Linked DNA regions of Oryctolagus cuniculus: region 2 is linked to region 1. Evidence: chromatin contacts called from public Hi-C data. All regions are on one chromosome and are shown on one strand. The core of a region is the stretch at or near the end of the contact, and the rest is flanking DNA. Distances in the headings are between cores, read along the strand shown.

What was found. Hi-C and Micro-C count contacts between places; a contact is called where the count stands out from the background.
Region 2: a Hi-C map of an unstated tissue shows a contact between it and region 1, with 2.2 times the contacts expected there. The contact joins the promoter of LOC100359042 here to the enhancer-like site in region 1. A contact is called at or near these places in 3 of 6 Hi-C or Micro-C datasets (ear pinna, psoas muscle and an unstated tissue).

What each region holds. Positions count from the first base shown.
Region 1 is chr10:106,819,878-106,823,700 of mOryCun1.1, forward strand. LOC103349149 (a long non-coding RNA gene) reads right to left here. Exons shown (of 9, transcript XR_011379581.1): 1 at 1-3,823. Among named protein-coding and RNA genes, the nearest start is that of CTNNB1, 310 kb to the left of the region's middle. Within about 2 kb of position 2,039, at least 1 of the 8 cell types and tissues checked has an H3K27ac peak or open chromatin away from gene starts, as enhancers often do.
Region 2 is chr10:107,097,965-107,101,787 of mOryCun1.1, forward strand. It overlaps LOC100359042 (large ribosomal subunit protein eL32), which reads left to right and starts at 1,635. Exons shown (of 1, transcript XM_002713080.5): 1 at 1,635-2,167. The coding sequence starts at 1,695. The coding sequence ends at 2,102.

The DNA of each region.
Region 1 (3,823 bases), core at 789-3,288:
CTGAGGCTGCCTGGTGGAATGCACAGCGGCCGCCGCTGACCTTGGCCTTCAGGCGAGTGCCTGGCACTCGGGGCCTGCTCACCTTGGCACAGGTCCTCCTCAGAGCATCCTTGTGACTGCAAGTCGAATTCTCTGGAACGTGGGGTTAGTGTTCTCAGCAGACTAATCCCATTTGCAGTCTGCAGTGGTCTGCGCAGGAGGGGCCTCCCACAGATGCAGCCTAGGAGGCTACTGCCTCGAGACGGCAGCAAGAGCAGTGTACGGCACAGTCCTCTTCCAAAGTCCTCTTTCCAATGGCCCTTCTGCTGCGCTTGAATTTCTTTTTTTTTTTTTCCTTTAAACATTTATTTTATCTATTTGAAAGGTAGAGTTACACAGAGAGAGAAGGGGAAGAGGAGGAGGAGGAGGAGGAGGAGGAGAGAGAGAGAGGGCTTCCATCTGCTGGTTCACTCCCCAGATGGTTGCAATGGCTAGAGTTCGGCCAATACAAAGCCAGGGACCAGGAGCTTCTTCCTGGTCTCCCATGTGGGTGCAGGGGTCCAAGGTCTTGGGTCATCCTCCACTGCTTTCCCAGGCTAGAGCAGAGAGCTGGATTGGAAGTGGAACAGCGGGAACTAGAACCGGTGGCCATGTGGGATGCCAGCACTGCAGGCGGTGGCTTTACCAGCTATGCCATGGCACTGGGCACATTTTTTTCTTTTCTGAAAATTTATTTATTTATTTATTTGAAAGTCAGAGAGACAGAGAGAGATCTTCCATCTGCTGGTTCACTCCCCAAATGGCCACAATGGCCAGGGCTGGGCCAGGCTGAAGCCAGGGCCAAGAACTCCATTTAAGCAGGCACCGCGGCTCACTAGGCTAATCCTCCGCCTTGCGGCACCAGCACACCGGGTTCTAGTCCCGGTCGGGGTGCCGGATTCTGTCCCGGTTGCCCCTCTTCCAGGCCAGCTCTCTGCTGTGGCCAGGGAGTGCAGTGGAGGATGGCCCAAGTGCTTGGGCCCTGCACCCCATGGGAGACCAGGATAAGTACCTGGCTCCTGCCATCGGATCAGTGCAGTGCACTGGCCACAGCGCGCCAGCGCGCCGGCCGTGGTGGCCATTGGAGGGTGAACCAACGGCAAAAGGAAGACCTTTCTCTCTGTCTCTCTCTCTCACTGTCCACTCTGCCTGTCAAAAAAAAAAAAAAAAAACTCCATTTGGGTCTGACGTGGGTGGCATGGGGGCCCAAGCACTTGGGCTACCATGCACTGTCTTCCTGGGAATATTACTAGGGAGCTGGCTTGGACACGGAGCAGCTGGGACTTGCATCAGCACTCTAGTACAGGATGCCAGTGTCCCAGGCAGCACCCTGATCTCCCGCACCACAATGCCAGCCCCTGTGCTTGAATTTAGGAGTCACTAAAGCATTGTCTCCAGGAAGTTCTGCTTAAATGCACATATTAAATTCACAATTACATCCTGATTAAAATGCATAGATGCATGTAAGCAGATGACAAAACAGACGCAGGCATAACCTCCAGGGTCTAGTGGTTCCTCTCCATCCTTCCCTCCCAAGGAATGGCTGCATCTTTTTGGCAGAGGCGGGTAAGGATAGATACCTGCTCTGGGACCGCCCCTTCTCCCACTGTCCAATCTCCAGCCTCACTTCACAACGGTCCATGGAGAGCCTCTTCCCTAACAAACCCACCTTGAACTGCACATTTTCTGGTGTCTGAGCTGGGATGCTAAATGCAGAAGTTGTTTGATGTCTAGTATTTCAAGTATGGGAGACTTTCTGTCTCAGTTACAGTTCAGCAACTCTATTTCGGCTACTATGTTATTTTTAGTATCCAAGTGTGACTGCGTAGATCTGTGAAATGCTCAAAATTCAGGAAGAGCTCATTTTCCCTGAAATCCAAGGGGAGTTCAAAATGTTCTTAGGGGCAGGCATTTGGCACAGCAGTTAAGACACGGCTTGGGATGCCTGCATCCCATAGAGGAATACCAGGGTTTGAGTCCTGGCTCCGCCCCTGACTCCAGTCCCATACTAACATGCACCCTGTGAGGCAGCAGGGGATGGCTCAAGTAGTTGGGTCCCTGCCTCCGACATGGGAGAGCAGGATAGAGTTCTGGGCTCACAGCTTCAGCTCGACCCAGCCCTGGTGGTTGTAGGCATTTGAGGAGTGAACCAATGGTTGGAAAATCTCTGTCTCTCCCTCCTTCTCTGTTGCTCTGCCTTTTACATATATAAAGTAATATAATTTAAAAGTTCTTAGGAAAATGGAACTAAAATATGTTTACTTTGATGGAAAAAGTTTTGAAATTCATGCATTGTTTTTTCATAATATACCTTTTCCATAAGCATTTGAAGATCCCTTGTATGCATGGGTTTCAAACATTTTGCAGTGAAACAAATATCTTTTAATTTCATTTTTCTGCAAACTGTTGAAATCCCCTTATGTAAATGAACTACAGTGTTGCTTCTTGCAAAAATGTCCCTGAAGTCCTGCTACAAAGTCCCTATATTCAGCTCCACAGAGGCTGGGGTGGGATAACGGGCCTGGGTCTCCTTATTAATGGACAAGACAGGGGATATCATCCAAGCCGCCCACTACCAAAGGGATTCTGATGAGCCCAGGCCCTTGTTCCTCTGGACGCTCACGATAGGGCTCTACAACCCAGTGCACCTCAGATTATAACAATTTTTCTCTGACCATAAGTGGTGACTTTGCTAATACATGAGGTGTGGTTATTTCTATTCCATCAAGTCTAGATCGCACATATTGTCTTGTTGTCACCTCATTTTCTCAAACCTAACCTGAGGAGTACTGGAGACCTAGGGCTTGTATTATGCGAGGCCCAGGATTCTAAGCCATTCCTACTTCTAGATAAATATGTAACCAAGAATTTTAAAAATAATACAACTTATTAACTAGACTGCAAAAATCTTCCTGTTGATGAGGAAGTTTAAGACTGCACTGATTTTTCAGGTTTGTTTTTAAGCTAAAGGGATGTGGGGAAGGCAGGGCTATGAAGCATGCCAGAGGAAAAGGACAAAAGGGGGAGGAGTGCCGGGTAGGCCAGGACCCCTGGAGCTAATGGCCTGGCAGAAGCACAACCAGAGGTCATCTGTGCTGTCAGGAGTCCAGCATGAGCCTCTGGGCCCTGGTGGACGATGCTGGCAGCTCCAACCGGCTTCACCTCTGAGATTGGGCCAAAGATGACTTCAGGGAGTGACCACGTTCAAGTTGAAGCTTTTTGGTGTGGGCACAAGTCCCAGGGCCAGGAGAAGAGGCTAGAGTGGCAGAGATAAGCAGTAGGATCTTGAAAGCTGAAGGAAAACCAAGGAAAATCCCAACAGCAGACATAGGCAACTGCTGGAAGGGTAGGTGGTAAGCTGTTGGAAGAGACAGTTTTGTTGTAGGCAGGGAAGGAGACAAAAACCAAATTTGCTTCGATAGGGTGGGGCACAAAGGAGGGCTTTAGGCAATGCCTATGATGGACAAATATTCACAGTCTAACACTTTGGCCCTTTGTGGCTGCTTTAGGGTATGCATTCCTGTCTTCTCAGCTCTAGTGGCTACGTGGCCCAGACCTACCTCTGAGCCAGATCAAAGGAGTAGCTGTAAACGTGACAGGGACCGACTCGCTGGCACACGTTCTCTGTCCATGGTGCCCACTGAAGTCCAAAGCATTATTTTCCTAATCAGGGTCTTTTTCACTCCTCTCTGCCGTACTTCCACACCCCATTCATTCAACAAGTTTTTTTATTAATGATTATTCTACTCCTTATGTCATGTTAGACATAGGGTTTGCAGTGACAAACAAGACAGAACCAATCCTT
Region 2 (3,823 bases), core at 385-2,884, 280 kb after region 1:
TGCACCTCCACGAGGTGCCAGACTGGCTGGCTGGGAGGAGTGAGCCTGGGCCTCAGGGTTCCACACCTTATCTCGCCCGATCTCTAACAACTCCTCTCACAGAGGACAAGTCACAGGTCCCCAAAGGTAGAATGGCTTGCTCCCTAGATGCAACTGGGCGTTTGACCCCAGTGCCCCTTCCATGACCCCGTGGGCTGCGGCAAAACACACGGGGACTCCCACCTCCAGGAGATGGGATGACAGTTCAGCTCCCATCCCCAGTGTGACCAGACCAGCCAGGAGGACACCTGGCAGGGTGTGAGGCTGGGAGGCTCCCTGCACATCCGCTGCCCCAGGCTGGCTGTGGTCCTGAACTTGCTGGGCTGGTGTGTGTGTGCTTTCCTGTGTGGTCAGGCGTGCCCCGGGCCCCTGCAGAGGGCCAGGCCCTGACCCAGAGCTCAGGAAGACTGCAGAATAAGGAAGTCCCAGCCACCCCCTCCTGCCTCTGGAATGCTCAGGTGGCCCTGAATTCCCCACCCCATGTCCCACCCCACCTCCACCCCTGTCTTGGCTATTCTGGGCTGCACCCCTTACAGTAGGAATGACTCTGTAAACACCGTGCCAACATGACCCGGACCAGAGTTTCCTTTTGGCTGTGCTACAAATCACTGTGTTGGACACTCGGGATCAGTGACCTTTAGGAGAGGCCGAGTGTCTCATGTGTAATCTAGCGTGAAGGACCCTTGCCCTCACTGCTCCAGCAGGCCCAGCCTGCTCTGCGCCCTCTGGCCTGCCTGGTCCCAGCTGCCTCAGGGAGAGGACAAGCAGTCCAGATAGGGTTTGGTTTTCAGCAGGTGCTGTTGCTGTAAGATGCTGTAGTGCGCCCTGGCCGTTCCTTCCTTTTGTGGCCTGCTGACTCTTGGACCTCATCTCTCAGTAGGGCTCCTTGAGACTTTGACACAAGTTGCTCCTCTGCCTGGAGGGCCTCCTGCCCCTTCCCCACTTGGCTGACTCCAGCTTGTCAATCAAGCACCCAGCCTCACTTAGATCACTCTTCCTACTTCCTAGTGCAGACTCAGATGCCCCCACCCATGCACTCCTCTGCGGGGAAGCCCACCCACCACAGTCACATCCCCACTGGCCTGTCTTCCTGCACAATCCGGCTGATTCGCCACTCACTTTGCATCTGCAAACACTGCGCCTGTGTTCAGGGACCACACTTGCTGCACTGGAAACTGAGACTTGAGACCTGACCCCAGGACCAGTTATCTGTCTTTGGAATTGCCAGGAAAAAGAGGTTTCCTGCCAATGCTCTCCCCAGGAAGAGGCGTCAGTCATAAGAGTTGGCCACTCAGGGAGGTGTCATGTGGTCATGGGTCCAGCTCCTCGGCCTGTCTGGGCCCCTGGAGAGAGATTCCCCTGGAAGGCGTGGCCAAGGTTTTCCGTGAGTATAGCCGAGAGCTGGACAGCTTCCCCAACTCCTTTTAAAGTGAGCTCCTGGATGGAGCTGCTGTCTGGAGACTCGGGCTGCGAGCAGCTTCCTGTGCAGTTGTAAACTGCAAGAGCAGCAGCACCGGGGACCGGTCACTTACACATCAGTGAAAACAAATGAACATGGTCCAGCCTGACTTTTTATTATTATTTTTTAAGACACAGGGAGAGCCCTTCTCTTCCTCGGCGCTGCCTCCGGAGGTGGCTGCCCTCTCCTCGGCACCATGGCCGCCCTCAGACCCCTGGTGAAGCCCAAGATCGTCAAAAAGAGGACCAAGAAGTTCATCCGCCACCAGTCGGACCGCTATGTCAAGATTAAGCGTAACTGGCGGAAACCCAGAGGCATTGACAACAGGGTGCGGAGAAGATTCAAGGGCCAGATCTTGATGCCCAACATTGGCTACGGGAGCAACAAGAAGACCAAGCACATGCTGCCCAGCGGCTTCCGGAAGTTCCTGGTCCACAACGTCAAGGAGCTGGAGGTGCTGCTGATGTGCAACAAATCCTACTGTGCAGAGATTGCTCACAACGTCTCCTCCAAGAACCGCAAAGCCATTGTGGAGAGAGCGGCCCAGCTGGCCATCAGGGTCACCAACCCCAACGCCAGGCTGCGCAGTGAAGAAAATGAGTAGGCGGCTCGGGTGCGCATTTTATTTGTGTTTAAATAAAACCTTGAAAACCGGAAAAAAAAAAAAAAGACACAGGGAGAGAGATGACAGGGAGAGAGATCGCCCATCTGTTAGCTTAGTCCCCAAATGCCTGCAATACATGGGACTGGGCCAAACCACAGTCAGGAGCCAGAAGTCGAATCCTGGTCTCTTACATGGGTGACAGGGACCCAAGTACTTGGGCCATTGCCTGCTGCCTGCCAGGGGCACATTGACAGGAAGCTAGAACTGACCACAGCGCTTGAACTTAAACCCCGGCACGCAAATATGGGAGGCCCTCAGCATCCTATGAGTGGGGAAAAGCTGGAAGTATTCCCCCTAAGATCTGAAACCAGACAAGGATGCCTACTCTCACCACTGCTATTTAATATAGTCCTGGAAGTTTTAGCCAGAGCCATTAGGCAAGAAAAAGGAATCAAAGGGATACAAGTTGGAAAGGAGAAAATCAAACTATCCCTATTTGCAGATGCATGATTCTATATATAAGAGATCCAAAAGACACCACTGAGAGACTATTGGAACTCATAAAAGAGTTTGGTAAAGTTGCAGGATATAAAATTAACACGTAAAAATCCACAGCCTTTGTATACACAGACAATGCTATGGTTGAGAAAGAACTTTTAAGATCAATCTCATTCACAGTAGCTACAAAAAGAATTAAATACCTTGGACTGAATTTAACCAAGGATGTCAAAGATCGCAATGATGAAAATTACAAAACATAAAAGAAACAAATAGAAGAATACTTTAAAAAATGAAAAAATTTTCCATGTTCATGGATTGAAAGCATCAATGTCATCAAAATGTCCATACTACTGAAAGCAATTTACAGATTCAATGCGATCCCAATCAAAATACTAATGACATTCTTCTCAGATCTAGAAAAAATGATTCCAAAAACTTATGGAAACACAAGAGACCCTGAATAGCCAAAGCAATCTTACAACAAAAACAAAGCCAGAGGCATCACAATATCAGATTTCAAGACATACTACAGGGCAGTTATAATCAAAACAGCCTGGTACTGGCACAAAAACAGACTTGTAGACCAATGGAACAGAAAAGAAATTCCCAGGAATCAATCCACGCATCTACAACCACCTTATCTTTGACAAAGGAGCTAAAATCAATCCCTGGAGCAAGGACAGTCTCTCCAACAAATGTGCTGGGAAAACTAGATCTCCATGTGCAGAAGCATCAAACTAGACCCCTACCTTACACCTTACACAAAAAATCCACTCAAAATGGATCAAAGACCTAAATCTACAACCTGATACTATCAAGTCATTAGAGAACATTGTGGAAGCTCTGCAAGACATTGGCATAGGCAAAGACTTGTTGGAAAAGACCCCAGGAACAGAGCAGTCAAAGCCAAAATTGACAAATGGGATTACATCAAGCTGAGAAGCTTCTGCACTGCAAAAGTGAAGAGGCAACCAACGGAATGGGAGAAAACATTCAAGAACTATGCCACTGCATTAACATCCAGAATCTATAAAGAGCTCAAGAAATTCAACAACAACAAAAACAAACCATCCAGTTAAGAAATTGGCAAAGGACTTGAACAGGCATTTTTCCAGAGAGGAAATTCAAATAGCCAACAGATACTTGAGAAAATGCTCAGGATCACTAGCAGTCAGGGAAATGCAAATCAAAACCACAAAAAGGTTTCACCTCATTCCTGT